Linked DNA regions of Podarcis muralis: region 2 is linked to region 1. Evidence: chromatin contacts called from public Hi-C data. All regions are on one chromosome and are shown on one strand. Each heading gives the region's core, a stretch centred on a gene start, on an enhancer-like site or on the middle of the called end of the contact. The rest is flanking DNA. Distances are from core to core; before and after follow the strand shown. Region 1 holds the start of PSMD7 (proteasome 26S subunit, non-ATPase 7). Region 2 holds the start of LOC114602055 (polycystin-1-like protein 2).

Region 1 (6,304 bases), core at 2,893-5,392:
CTTCAGAGTCTTTGAACCCTGATGTTCCAGCTGCAGCATAGAAGGTCAATTACTGGTTGCCTGATCTCCCATCTGGGTCACAGGAATCCCCTCTGTCGGCCATACAGCAACAGGAGTGGTGGAGCTGACAAGCTAGCCACACTCCAGAATCACCCATGTGTCTCTGAAACACCAAAGAAAACATATTTTACCCAATGGCACTGAGGATCAGAAAAAAATACATGGTTGAACTTCACTCTGTAAAAAATACTGGAAGCTGAAAAAAGAAAGAAAATAAATTAAGTGCTCTGGGAATTTTCTTCAACCTCCCTCTGTCTAACAGCGCTTGAGCAAGGACCCTGTAGTGATAACCTCGGGTCCCATCAGGTAGCAAGTTTTTTCTGTCTCTTATGAGGAATAATCTCTGACCAGAAATCCAAATCATAAAAGGTCAACTCCTTCCCTTAAGAGACTAAAATTGATCCATATAAGACCTCATATTGCGAATTCCTGTTGCAGTGCCTTGTCAGGGTTGAACTACTGGCCAAAGGACTTTCTTCATTGCAGATAAATCTGTATGAAATCTTGCAATGCTGCTTTAAGAAACTTTTTAAAAAGCATCTGAGGTGCCGGGATTTCTGCAAGCAGTCTCCCATTTCCTCTTCTTTGGCTCTTACTAGTAGTAGCTGGGATGTAAGAAACAGCATCTGTTAAGAGGCACAATTATGTCACTCAGTGCAGAGCTACAAGAACAGGACAGGAAGAGGACTGTGGCATAGCAAGATATGGGTAAGAAGATATAGCAAAGTACTTTGGGCAGCACATACAATCCTCAGAAAGCAAGCAGTACAACACAAACTTTCAAGCTTGCCAACTGAGAGTGGGTGGTGTGTAACTTGGTTATTCTTTCTTTCCTTTGATTCAGAAGGTTCCCAAGAAGGTTTCCTATCAAATACTCAGCATTCAGTCATAGAACAAAGAAATGTTTGGTCAGAAATTACCATGGCCACCAATGGTGTTTGTTGTGAGAAGGCCACAAACAGATTTTGAGAACAACCACTCATGTGCCCATCACTTCAAGACCATGATAGTTGTTCTTCTTTCAACTACATCTGCACATTACACAGGAACATAGGAAGATGCCTTATAACAGAGGCCCATCTTCTAACTCAGTACGTACAGTGGTACTGAGTGGTAACTGAGTGGTACTGAGTGGTACTGAGTGGTAACATCTTTCCAAGGTTTCAGACAGGGAACATTCCTTCTCCCACCTGGAGATGCCAGGGACTGAAGACCTTCTACATGCAAAGCAGATGCTCTATCCACTGAGGTACCACCCTTTCCCATTAATAAGCCAAAGCAGCTGCCAACATCTGCAGCACACTTTTCATTAAAAATCACATCTCAGCTTAAGGCTCTTGCTCCTATTTGCGTCTTGTGATCTACGCTGGTGTCTTCCAGGTCCCCAGGTACAAATGCTCAGAGTACTGAGTTTTACGTGCAATTTCTAAAAAGCTTTGGATCTCATTACTTAAGAAGCCACTTCTCTTCGCATGCCACAATGCAGCAGGTGAGAACAGAAGAGGCACCTGAGATCTTTCTCATTATCAAAGAGAAGGTAGAGGCAATAGAATGCTTTCTGGAGAGACTACTTGGGACTGGCATGTGTTTTCTCCTTCATCAGAAGGAGGCTGAATTCAGAATACATTGAAAGAAGTTAGTCACTTCTCTGTGGGCTTTTGCAGTGGGCGATATCATTCAAGAGTCTTCAAGGAGGATAAAGCATAAAAGCTAATCTTTCTTATGAGGTGCCATTCAAGGCGGGGGTGAGGGGAGCTTCAAAAGAACAGCAACAGAGACCTGTAATATATTTGTGAATGAACCAAATGAATGTATCTGGGTATCTTCTCTTATCTGAAGCCATCCCTATAAATCAAGATCATGCCTTACAAGGGATTAATTAACACACATTCTGAATCATTGAGCCAGAAAACAAGCTGGTATTTTCTGCAAAAATTATGACCAATTAAGTGGTTCTATAACATCTACTTTCCTCAGCAACAGTGAGAAATTCCAAAGACAAGAGACAGCAGCCAGTGTGGGCCAATAGAGAGCTGGTCTTGGACCTGGGGAATAAGTGTCACCTCTGGGTGACCTTGGGCAAGTTGCCACCTCAGTCTCAGTATTGGTTAATTTGTATGCTATTTGCACAGCACCTTGTAAAGCAAATTTCTTCAGGTTTAGTTTAAATAAGTATAAGAACCTGAATGAATTGCAGCTGCCAACTCAGAGTTGCCAGAAGACACAGTGGATTATTTTATGTGCTTCTAAACTACTCTGCTGTTCGAAGTGATTTGCCTCAAACCAAAGTGTTGTGGTCTGCTGCCATGGTCTCAAGGTGGCCCATATTAATAATAGCTCTGGAAGAAGTGGGCTGAGACAAAGCCCACCACTCAATTCCCTCTTAATAGTAGGAGCATAAGAAACGACCCCATACAGTCTTGGTCTATCCTGCCCAGAATTAACTATGCTGACTGGCAGCATCAGCTCTCCAAAGTTTCAGAGTTTCTCTCCCTGTAGTACCTGCAAATGCTGCTGTGGATTGAGCCTTAGGTAGGACTCCGTCTGCATGCAAAGCAGAGGCTCTGCCACTGAGCCACAGCCATTCCCTTAATACTTTGGAGCTGGAGTGGATGACTATTGTACATATTAAAAAGTTGTTGCTGGTTGCTGTTTAAGCTCTTGTTTTAAATTGTTTTGTGCTGCCTAGGTTTCTCTCTCTGGAAATAAACATGTGGCTTCGCCAACATATGACTCCAGAGTGAATGCAGCACTGGACAGAGAGAAATCTTTAATGTTATAAATGTTTCCTTCAATTGTGGAAAATGTGTATTTGTGTGCATGTGTGTGCGTAATTTAAAATAACCAAGGAAGCCCTCCATTTGGAGCATGTGATTGCCGGAAGAAATATCAGCAACCTCAGATATGCAGATGACACAACCTTGATGGCAGAAAGTGAGGAAGAATTAAAGAATCTTTTAAGGAGGGTGAAAGAGGAGAGTGCAAAATATGGTCTGAAGCTCAACATCAAAAAACCTAAGATCATGGCCACTGGGCCCATCACCTCCTGGCAAATAGAAGGGGAAGAAATGGAGGCAGTGAGAGATTTTACTTTCTTGGGCTCCATAATCACTGCGGATGGTGACAGTAGTCACAAAATTAAAAGACGCCTGCTTCTTGGGAGAAAAGCAATGACAAACCTAGACAGCATCTTAAAAAGCAAAGACATCACCTTACCGACAAAGGTCCATATAGTTAAAGCTATGGTTTTCTCAATAGTGATGTATGGAAGTGAGAGCTGGACCATAAAGAAGGCTGATCGCCGAAGAATTGATGCTTTTGAATTATGGTGCTGGAGAAGACTCTTGAGAGTCCCATGGACTGCAAGAAGAACAAACCTATCCATTCTGAAGGAAATCAGCCCTGAGTGTTCACTGGAAGGACAGATCCTGAAGCTGAGGCTCCAATACTTTGGCCACCTCATGAGAAGAGAAGACTATCTGGAAAAGACCCTGATGTTGGGAAAGATGGAGGGCACAAGGAGAAGGGGACGACAGAGGACGAGATGGTTGGACAGTGTTCTCGAAGCTACCAACATGATTTTGACCAAACTGCGGGAGGCAGTGGAAGACAGAAGTGCCTGACGTGCTGTGGTCCATGGGGTCACGAAGAGTCGGACACGACTAAACAACAACAACAAAATGTGTCTTGCACGTGTTAGCAGCGATACAGTGTCTTCCCTGAAACCAAATCTCAGGTTTTTTCCCTCCTCAAATTTCCCCAAATTTCCTAAAACACGTAGAAAAAGTATCTCTGGTGGATGCTAAAGCCACCTCCAGACTTAGGTTGTGAACGAAAAGCACAAAAAGGACGCTTAAATCATTCATCAACGGCTTCGCTCAAGAATGTTCTGGAGGCGACTGACCGTCGCATAATGGCATCCCTCCTTTTGCCCTTCTGAATATGGCGACGCTACCGCCCCACGCCGCCAACATGGAAACTTCTCACAGGAAGCCGAACTGCCGGTGAGGTACCCTTTGAGACCATCCCAAGATGGCGTCGCTTTCCCCCGCCCACAGGCTGAAAGGAAGCCGCGTGACGTCACTGCGGCTGCCCTTCCCAAGATGGCGCGGCTGCCCAGCTCCTCCCTCGGCATCGCTTGCTTCACACCCGGTGCCCTGAGTCACTGAGAGGCGCTTTGCTTACCGGGAGAAGGAGGCCAGGAACTAGGCCAGGACGTGGAGGCCGCGAAGCCGCCGCTGCTATGCCGGAGCTGGCCGTGGAGCGAGTGGTGGTCCACCCGTTGGTGCTGCTGAGCGTGGTCGATCACTTTAACCGGTGAGGGAGGCGGCGGCCGGCCGGCCGGGCTGAGTCATGGCCGGCAGGCCAGGGCTTAGGGAGGCAGGGTGGCCGTAGGGCTGGGGTCGCGCTTTGCACATGCTCAGGGGCAGCGAGCTGCGAGAAAGCTACTGTAAAGAAGCGCCGGGGCGGAGGCCGCGGAAGGACAGCTTAGTCACGGGCCCGGGCTGAGGCCGCCTTCGCCGCCTGTGCTTCTGGACCCCGGCTTTCGGTTGGGAAGACCCTCAGGGTTTGGCGAGGCCTCGGAGCAATAAAGGAAGCGGCTGCCTTTCTCGCGGAGTGAGGCCGTCGAGCCCAGGGGAGAGGCCTCTATTATCTGCCTGGCTCCCCGATCCTCCTCGGAGCAGCTTTCGGGGGTTGAACCCGGAACCTCTTTCCTTCTGCAGGCCAAGCGGCTGCTGTCTCCTCCAACAAACGGGCCTTTGGGCCAGAGACCTCATGGAGGGGGGCTGGATGCTACTTTTCGCCGACTTGCTTTTTATGTTTATCGCGGTGTGTTTACCGCGTGTGGAGCAAGGATGAGATTCATCTTTTGCCACTGCTTTTCCAGACTCTTGAGTGGAAAAGCGGAATATAAGTAAACTGATATGACTTAAAATATACCTGCTTCCTAAGTAGCAGCCACAGCTGCATGCATGAAATACATGCAACCAGCGCATGGCTGTGCCAACTTGACTGAGTAGGTATGTGGCAGAGCATTTGCTTTACAAGCAGCAGGTTCAGTTCAACAACATCTCTGCCCCAGAAACCACACCTGCTAAATGGATTTCAGAAGCAGGTGGTGGGAAAGGCCATGCTCTGACATAGACCTTGGAGAGTAACTGCCAGGCCAGGCAGTGCTGACACTTTGGGGCTGGGTGGATTGGTGGGCTAAGTCAGCTTTTGTATGTTGACTTCCTCCATTAACCATCAGAAGAAGACCACTCTGCTGCCTCCTCCCTGGTGACCATCAAGACTCCTTCTGTTGGGAGTCTTGGCAAGTTGCTATATACTCTTTCCCTCCCACCTTAGTTATGCTGGTTTTCATTGCCCTGAGTTGATAAAAATTCAGTTCAGGAATAGTTTATGCTGCACATCAATGTATCTCATCTTTCTTTTGATTTTGCCTTTCTATTTTAGGATAGGAAAAGTTGGAAATCAGAAGCGAGTTGTGGGGGTTCTCTTGGGTTCGTGGCAGAAGAAGATTTTGGATGTCTCCAACAGCTTTGCAGGTAAAGTGACGCCTGAGATCTCTATGGTTGTCTAGCAAGCCAGATGTGGTTGTAATGTACACTCCTACTCTTAACATTTTCCACCCCATTAATGGATTTGGGGAAATTTGGGTTTGTCCCTTAAATTGTTGGTGGGGAACCTGTGGCCCTCTATATGTTGTTGGACTCCAAGTTCCATCAGCAGCATTTGGAGGGTCAGAGGTTCCCCACCTTTGTCTTAAAGTGAGAGACCCAGAAAAGCTTAGTCATAAAGCTCAATTGAAACTTGGTTGATAGTCTTGAGTTTTCAACAGCCCTCTGATTAAATAATAACCCAAAGGGGCCCAGTTAGGAACCTGCTGGATTGTGTTTGGCTAAAAGCTTAAATGCGGTCCCTCAAGTTCTCAGGCTGTCGGAAGCCAGCCTTAGCTTTCCATAGTCTGCTCCAGGCAATCATCATTCTTTCATCTACCTTTAGTTTAAATCTGAGTCTGCCCAGTTCTAGAAACTTGTGATCTCGTCTAGTCATTAATCTTGTGGGCTGCAACTACATGTACCACATACTACAGTCAATACTGTGGTAGGAATAGGTCCTAAATCAGTGGTAGGGTATCTGCTTTGCTTGCAGAAGATACCAGATTCAATCCCCAGTGGTATTTCTAGGTGGGGCTGAAAGACTCCCGTTTTGAGACGCTAGGTAAAGAGATTGACTTCAT
Region 2 (6,502 bases), core at 2,299-4,798, 160 kb after region 1:
ATATTTCCCCATCCCTGAGCTAAGCCCTGAATGTTATAGGAAGTGTGTGCCAATAATAATAATAATAATAATAATAATAATAATAATTCATTTATTTATTTATATCCCGCCCATCTGGCTAGGTTTCCCCAGCCATTCTGGGCGGCTTCCAACAAAATATTAAAAATACATTAAAACATCAGTCAAATAATAATTATAATGCCTGTTTTGTAGCAATAAACTCTGCCCAAGCAGGTCTCTGGCCATTACTCCCTTCATACCTACGACCAGACTAGACTCAAGCTGGGGGAAACCAACCATGATGCCGTTCATCTGTTGGCCAGAGCCAAGGCTAAACGGGTTAACCGTCAAGCCTTTGCTGGATTGCCAAGAGAGGAATCATCACCCGGTTCCTAGTCCTGCTCTTCAGCACCCTCTCGTGGGATATGTACACACAGCAGCTTAAAGTGGATTCAGTGCATCCACACATTGTCCTCATCCAAATGGCAGCCTGAATCCTACCCACAGCTGCTTTAATTTGGATTTCCCCAATATACAGATAACGCAGCAAAGGATATAAAGAAAATTTCATATGGGGGAAAAAGGCCAACATTGTGTGGACGAGTATTTTTATTATAAAAAAAACCTGGTGATGTTTTTTCTGGATGCCCTCTATTAATACCCTCTGTTACTAAGTCCTGTACTTTCATTGGCAAACTGCCTCCATGGGCCTGAGGCAAGACACTCACTTTTTAAAAAACCCACTGTTTTGTGCACGTGTGGTATATCAGAAAACTCTTATCTCAAAAATTAAAACAAATTGCCCAGTTCACAATGGGCCTCAGTTTTCCAGAACTCAGGGAGGATGGAGAATAACTAATTAAGTGAAAGGAACAGCAACAGGTTGATTTGGGTAGACAACCTGTTTATTGAACATTCTTCCTGATTTGTTTGTGGGAGGTTGTATGATACCTTATCAAGCATTTTTTTTATACCACACTCTCCAGGGCATTGCCCCGGCGCTTTCCTTACTGCAAAAATCCTTTTTTATTTGGAAGCAGCTTTCTTGTGTAAGAGGGCCCAATCCACTGGAACTGCACCACCTCAATTTGCCAGGAATGTATTTAATCCCACGCACAAAACAGTAACAGCCTGGAAGTGGTCTCATGCTGGAGACAGGTAATTAATAAAAAATAGTAGTAGTAGTAGTAATAATAATAATAATAATAATTTTATTATTTACACCCTTCCCATCTTGAACCATTAATGGTGTTTGTACTCAATTCTTTCCTTCTACTCTTGTCTCTGGTTGACCAGGTTTGCCAGGTTTTTGAAAGGGGGGGGGGAATAAAAACCTTGTTTACTAAAAGCAAGGTGAGTACAGTCAAAAAAATTTACCTGCCTCCAGCTCCAGCCTGTTGTTGTCACAGGTTCTGTTGTTTTGCAAACCACACTTCCTCAGCCAGATGCATTCCTAGCCTTCCCTTCCTGCAAATGTCAGACTGGGGAGCCAATGCGAGAGCAACAAACCTGGGAGTGAGGAGGAGGAGAACATGGCAGCACAGTGAGAGAAGCAGGAGCAATTGGTATCAGATCGACCTCATAACATTTTGGAGGGCATTATTTTATACTAATTGATAGGAAAACATACTTTTGAGGGTAACTTTAATTATTTAACAAAACCCACATGCCACTTGATTGTAATAAAATATCTAAGTGGTTAATTAAAATTAAAGTCAAACAATAAGGTAAAGGTACCCCTGACCATTAGGTCCAGTCGTGACCGGCTCATCTTACTCTATGGGCCGAGGGAGCCGGCGTTTGTCCGCAGACAGCTTCCGGGTCATGTGGCCAGCATGACTAAGCTGCTTCTGGCGAACCAGAGCAGCGCACGGAAACGCCGTTTACCTTCCCGCTAGAGCGGTTCCTATTTATCTACTTGCACTTTGACGTGCTTTCGAACTGCTAGGTTGGCAGGAGCAGGGACCGAGCAACGGGAGCTCAGCCCATCGCGGGGATTCGAACCACCGACCTTCTGATCGGCAAGTCCTAGGCTCTGTGGTTTAAACCACAGCACCACCCGCGTCCCTAAGTCAAACAATAGGAGACTGTTAAAAACAGGAATTAAAAACATTCAAAAGATAATGTTCCTGTGTGCTGGTGGAGATCTTGAATTTCACTCAGATTTCTACAGCAGAGCTGTTGCTATCTAACCACTGTGATCAAAGAAGTGCATTCAATATTTGAGGCTGAAAGCAGGAGTTTCTCCCCAGAAAGGCTGCTGTGTGTTTGGACTATATTTTTAAAGGGAAACAACATGCAATAATGCAAAACAGCCCTGAAGATGCTTTGGTGCCCTGAAGATGCTTTGGACTACAATTCCCATCAGTTCTAGTATCACAAGATTGTGCCAGGTGGGGACTAGGGGAGTGGTAGTCCAAAGGGTACCGGCTTGGACAAGGCTGGTATGCATAATTTTAAAGAGAGAATAAAGTAGAGAAGCTTTCTCTGGTGATGGTGTCCACACTCTGTTTAAGATGGCAAAAAATAATGTCAAATTTCACTGGAACCTATTTCCAAAAAGATTGCAGATGTAAGCTATTCCTATGTGCCCTCCCCACCGCAATCTTGGCCCACAAGCTTTGTCATCCTCCTCTTCCTCCTAGAGTCAAATTTCCCTGCCCAGTGTTTGTGGAAGCTGCCCAGCTGCCCCCTTGATTTTCATGGGCAAATAGAGACACCGGGAGGGCTTGGCCTCTTCCTTCTCTTGTGTTTCATGTGGGCTTCTAGCCAGAGGAGCAAGCAGAGCCCTGCTGGGACCATCTTGCCTATCCTGCCAGACTGAGATGGCGCTAAGGCCACAGGCAGCTCCCGGCTTAGCCCTGCTGCTCTGGGCCCTGTGCAGGACTGCTGTGCCTGTCACCACGCCTGAGGCTGTGCTAAGGGAGCACCAGGGACATTGCTACCAGCTTGCCCAGGAAAGACTGGCCTTTGAGGATGCCCAGGCTGCCTGCGGCCGATGGGGAGGGCACTTGGCACAGGTCCCTTGGGAGCTGACAGGGATGTGGGGTGCTCTGAGAAGGAGGAGGGGACAGCTGAGAGGGCCCTCTGGGGTCTGGTGGGTCTCCAAGGGCCCAACCAAGCCTGTGGTGGCAGGTAAGTCAGTCCTGTGTGGGCACCTGAGAGGGCTGGGCAGAGGCGGGGAGTGGTTTCTACTCCAGAAGGTGGAGGGTGCGTCCTGGTTTCTATCACAAAGGCCAGGTCTTGGAGTCCCTGTCCCTTTACACAGCTGGCTTGGCTGTGGTTAAAGGCTGGGATTTGGGGAGCCACATTGAGGGGCAGGGTGTGAAGGTGGGGGGCACTGTGCTGCAGAGAGCTGGCTCTTTTGCTTGTAGTGTAGAATTCTGCTTATTTTAATCTGCTCTGTCAAGAGCACACCACCCCGCTTTGCCTACTGTGGTCAGATCTTACAAGAGGGCAAGGCCCTTGCCCTGCCCAGCTTACCACCATGCCCATGGCGGCCTCTTGTGTCTTTGCCCAGGAGCCCAGCCTCATCTGCATGGGGCTCACCAGCCCCCCACTTGCACCTTCCTCTCCAACCTGGGCCTGCTGCAGGAGGCTACCGGGCCCACCTGCCGCCAGAGGCATCCTTTCATCTGCGAATTTGGTGAGAGACCAGCTGGGCTGCCAGGGTGTGATCGTGACACCCCCACCCCAACCCATCCCTGAGGACAGAGATTGGTCCTCCTGACCCAGGAGGGGCTCCCTTTCAGGATGGTCTTTTTTGCAGGTCCTGTGGAGGGAGGTGAATGCCCAGTCAAAGCGGCCAGGAGTGCCAACAGCTCCAGGCCTTGGCAAAAACAGAAGGCTCGGCTGGTAGGTGATGGTGGCCAGTTCTCTTCCCTCCAAGTCCAAAGCAAATAGGCTTTCCCTCCTGCTGCCTGAAACCAAACTCCAGCGGATGCACCAAGGCAGAGGATGGGGGGGGGGGCAATAAAAACAGCCTGTCTGCTACCTCTTAGCCACCCTCCAGACAATTCCTTTGGGCATGATTCCTGGGCAAGCTCCTAACAGGGAACCCTTTGCCCTGCCCCTTCCAAAAAAGCCTATTGGGTGACATATCCTACCTGGCACAGTGGCACTACTCTGTCCCACTCTTTTTTCTCTGTCTGCCACCAGGATCTGACCTCCATGGGGCGGAGGCCACAAAGGCTCATGCGGCGGTATCTGGGTGATAAGCAGAAGTACCCAGGTGATGTGGGGATTTATTGATTTCTGAAATAATGTATTGAAGAGTAGGTCATCTGCAAGTATAAGCAATTGTGAGAGGCTGATGATCTTGGGTCATTCTGCTCATTTTAACAAACCCTTTAAATGCCCTAAAATAATATTTGTGGGGCTGAAAGGGGTATTTTATCTAATTTCACATAGACCATCTTTTCAAAAAGATTGTAGATGTCAGCACAACCAAAAGATATGCTTTCAACCTGCCTGTACAGAATTACAACTCCAACATTTACCAATGGTATTTGTTTAAGCTATGCCCAAGGGGCAAGTTACCCGTGATTAACTGTTTTTAACAAGTTTTATTTCAGATAAACTTTTATTACCATGTTCTACCTCCTCAATGGAAAGGGCCTGAAGCAATGCTCAGTATGAAAATAAGCAACTGTAATAATGTAAAACCAGGAATATAACTAGTAGCCAATGGATCCCTTATCATGAGGCTGATCCTTTTGCCAGTCAGGGCAGTGGTTTTCCCCTGAAAGGAAGCAGCTTGTTGTTGAAACAGGGCCACCGCAAGAAGTTTGTGTTTATGGAGGCCAAAGTGCCTGTTTCTGTGTAGGGGGACCCTGAGGGGAGAAAAGACTCTTGCTCATACTTCTCCTTTTGCCTCCAGAGACATCAGCAATCAGGGAGGCCTTGCAGGTTGTAGTTCCCAGGACCTGGCAGCAGGTAAAAGAGCCCCACTGGGAGGGAGTATCTGGGGAGGGGACCCCCTTCAGCCCAGCCCCATTGAGGCCCACAGCAGAGCCACCAACCTTCCTCTGGCTCAAGACAGCCAACCTCTCTTCTGGTGGTTAGCACAGGCCTTATGTAGGCCGGGAACCCCTTATTCAGTGGTCTGCCTTTGCCTGACAGCATTTGAACCCAAACTCCTGATTCTGCCTACAGGAGCTGCTCCAGCGACTGACACTGCCGGTGAACAATGGTGCCTGGAGTGCCTTTGAGCTGGTATGACTGGGCCCACGGGGAGGGCGGATGCCCCAGAAGGGACTGAGCCCCAACTCCAAAGGCTGTGTAGCTCCCATGGGAAACCTGAAGAAAGAGTCAGGCCAAGTCCTGAGAGGCTCTTTCCGCCAAGAGAGGTGATGGGGAACATTTCATGGAAGGAGTCGAGGGACCCCCATTAGTGCTGAGGGACTTGGGCAATGCATGGGCATGGAGGAACATTAACATCATGTGCCTTTGCATGCCAGGAAGAGGAGGTGGGGTTTCTTCAGGCTGTCAGTGAGGACCTGCTGAAAAGGAGGCCTCCAGCCTCCCCACACTGGCACCTCCTCAACCTCCTGGCAGTCCATGGCACCAGCCGGCTCCTGCAGGTCATTCTGGGCCCCTGCTCACCCAACATCAACATCCAGGTGAGAATATACCACACTCCAGGGTGCCCTGGTGGGGAGGGACAGGCAGGTGCATGGGTCCCTTCATCCCATATTGCCCCATCCCATATTGCCCACTTCTCCCTCCAGCAGCATGAGGCCCTGACTGGCACCCTGATGCAGATCCTTCACAAGCTGGAGCAAGCTCTTCAGGAACTGGGGGGCAGCAGTGATGCCATCACCATGGAGACGCCTCTCATCAGCATCTATACACACAGGTAAGCTACCAGGCTTGCAGCCACTGGGTGACAGGGAAGGTAGGAAGCTTGACTGGTCTGGGAAGGGAAGGGAAGGGAGAAAGATCTTGGCAGTAAGTGTCCAAGAGAAAAGGCCATGAGGTAGCCATCTGCCCTTCCCTTATCATGGCTGCTGGCTCACATTTGCCTGGCTGTCATGCAGATTGGCAGCTCTCCTGGGGCGCCCTGGTCCCGGGCACCATCTGCTGTGCCCTGGCTCTAACCCTAACTCTCTTTGTCTCCCTGGCTCAGGGTGAACTCTTCCAGGCTGGGCAATATGGCGTTCTCCTTCCCTGGCAACCCATGGGCAGCCAGAGTCATTTTGCCAGAGCAGTCTGTGCTGGGAGCCGTCATGCCACAGAATATCCCAGTGGATGTGCAGGTCAGAGGGTGCAGGAGTGTGTGGCTGGCCCTCTCCTTTGGACTGGGCACAGTGGCCTTCCCTTTCCATGAAACGGAAACTTTCCTCTGCCAACTGCTGCTACCCCAGGAGGAGGAGGAAGGCAGAGAGCACCCAGGCAAGGAGTCGCTTGCTGTGCTGTGGAATGCACTGGGGCCCAGCACTCAGAAGTGACTTGGCTCCTTCAGATCAGCCTGACGATGCACCCAGAGGCATCTTCCCTCCCT

What was found. Hi-C and Micro-C count contacts between places; a contact is called where the count stands out from the background.
Region 2: a Hi-C map of tail shows a contact between it and region 1, with 2.6 times the contacts expected there. The contact joins the promoter of LOC114602055 here to the promoter of PSMD7 in region 1. A contact is called at or near these places in 2 of 3 Hi-C or Micro-C datasets (blood and tail).

The regions. Positions count from the first base shown.
Region 1 is chr7:44,665,868-44,672,171 of rPodMur119.hap1.1, forward strand. It overlaps PSMD7 (proteasome 26S subunit, non-ATPase 7), which reads left to right and starts at 4,143. Exons shown (of 7, transcript XM_028739840.2): 1 at 4,143-4,377; 2 at 5,518-5,609. The coding sequence starts at 4,304.
Region 2 is chr7:44,831,084-44,837,585 of rPodMur119.hap1.1, forward strand. It overlaps LOC114602055 (polycystin-1-like protein 2), which reads left to right and starts at 3,549. Exons shown (of 20, transcript XR_013393642.1): 1 at 3,549-3,646; 2 at 3,770-3,855; 3 at 4,880-4,935; 4 at 5,155-5,214; 5 at 5,460-5,621; 6 at 5,730-5,857; 7 at 6,128-6,257. It overlaps LOC144328416 (a long non-coding RNA gene), which reads right to left and starts at 4,197. Exons shown (of 3, transcript XR_013393644.1): 1 at 4,107-4,197; 2 at 1,378-1,509.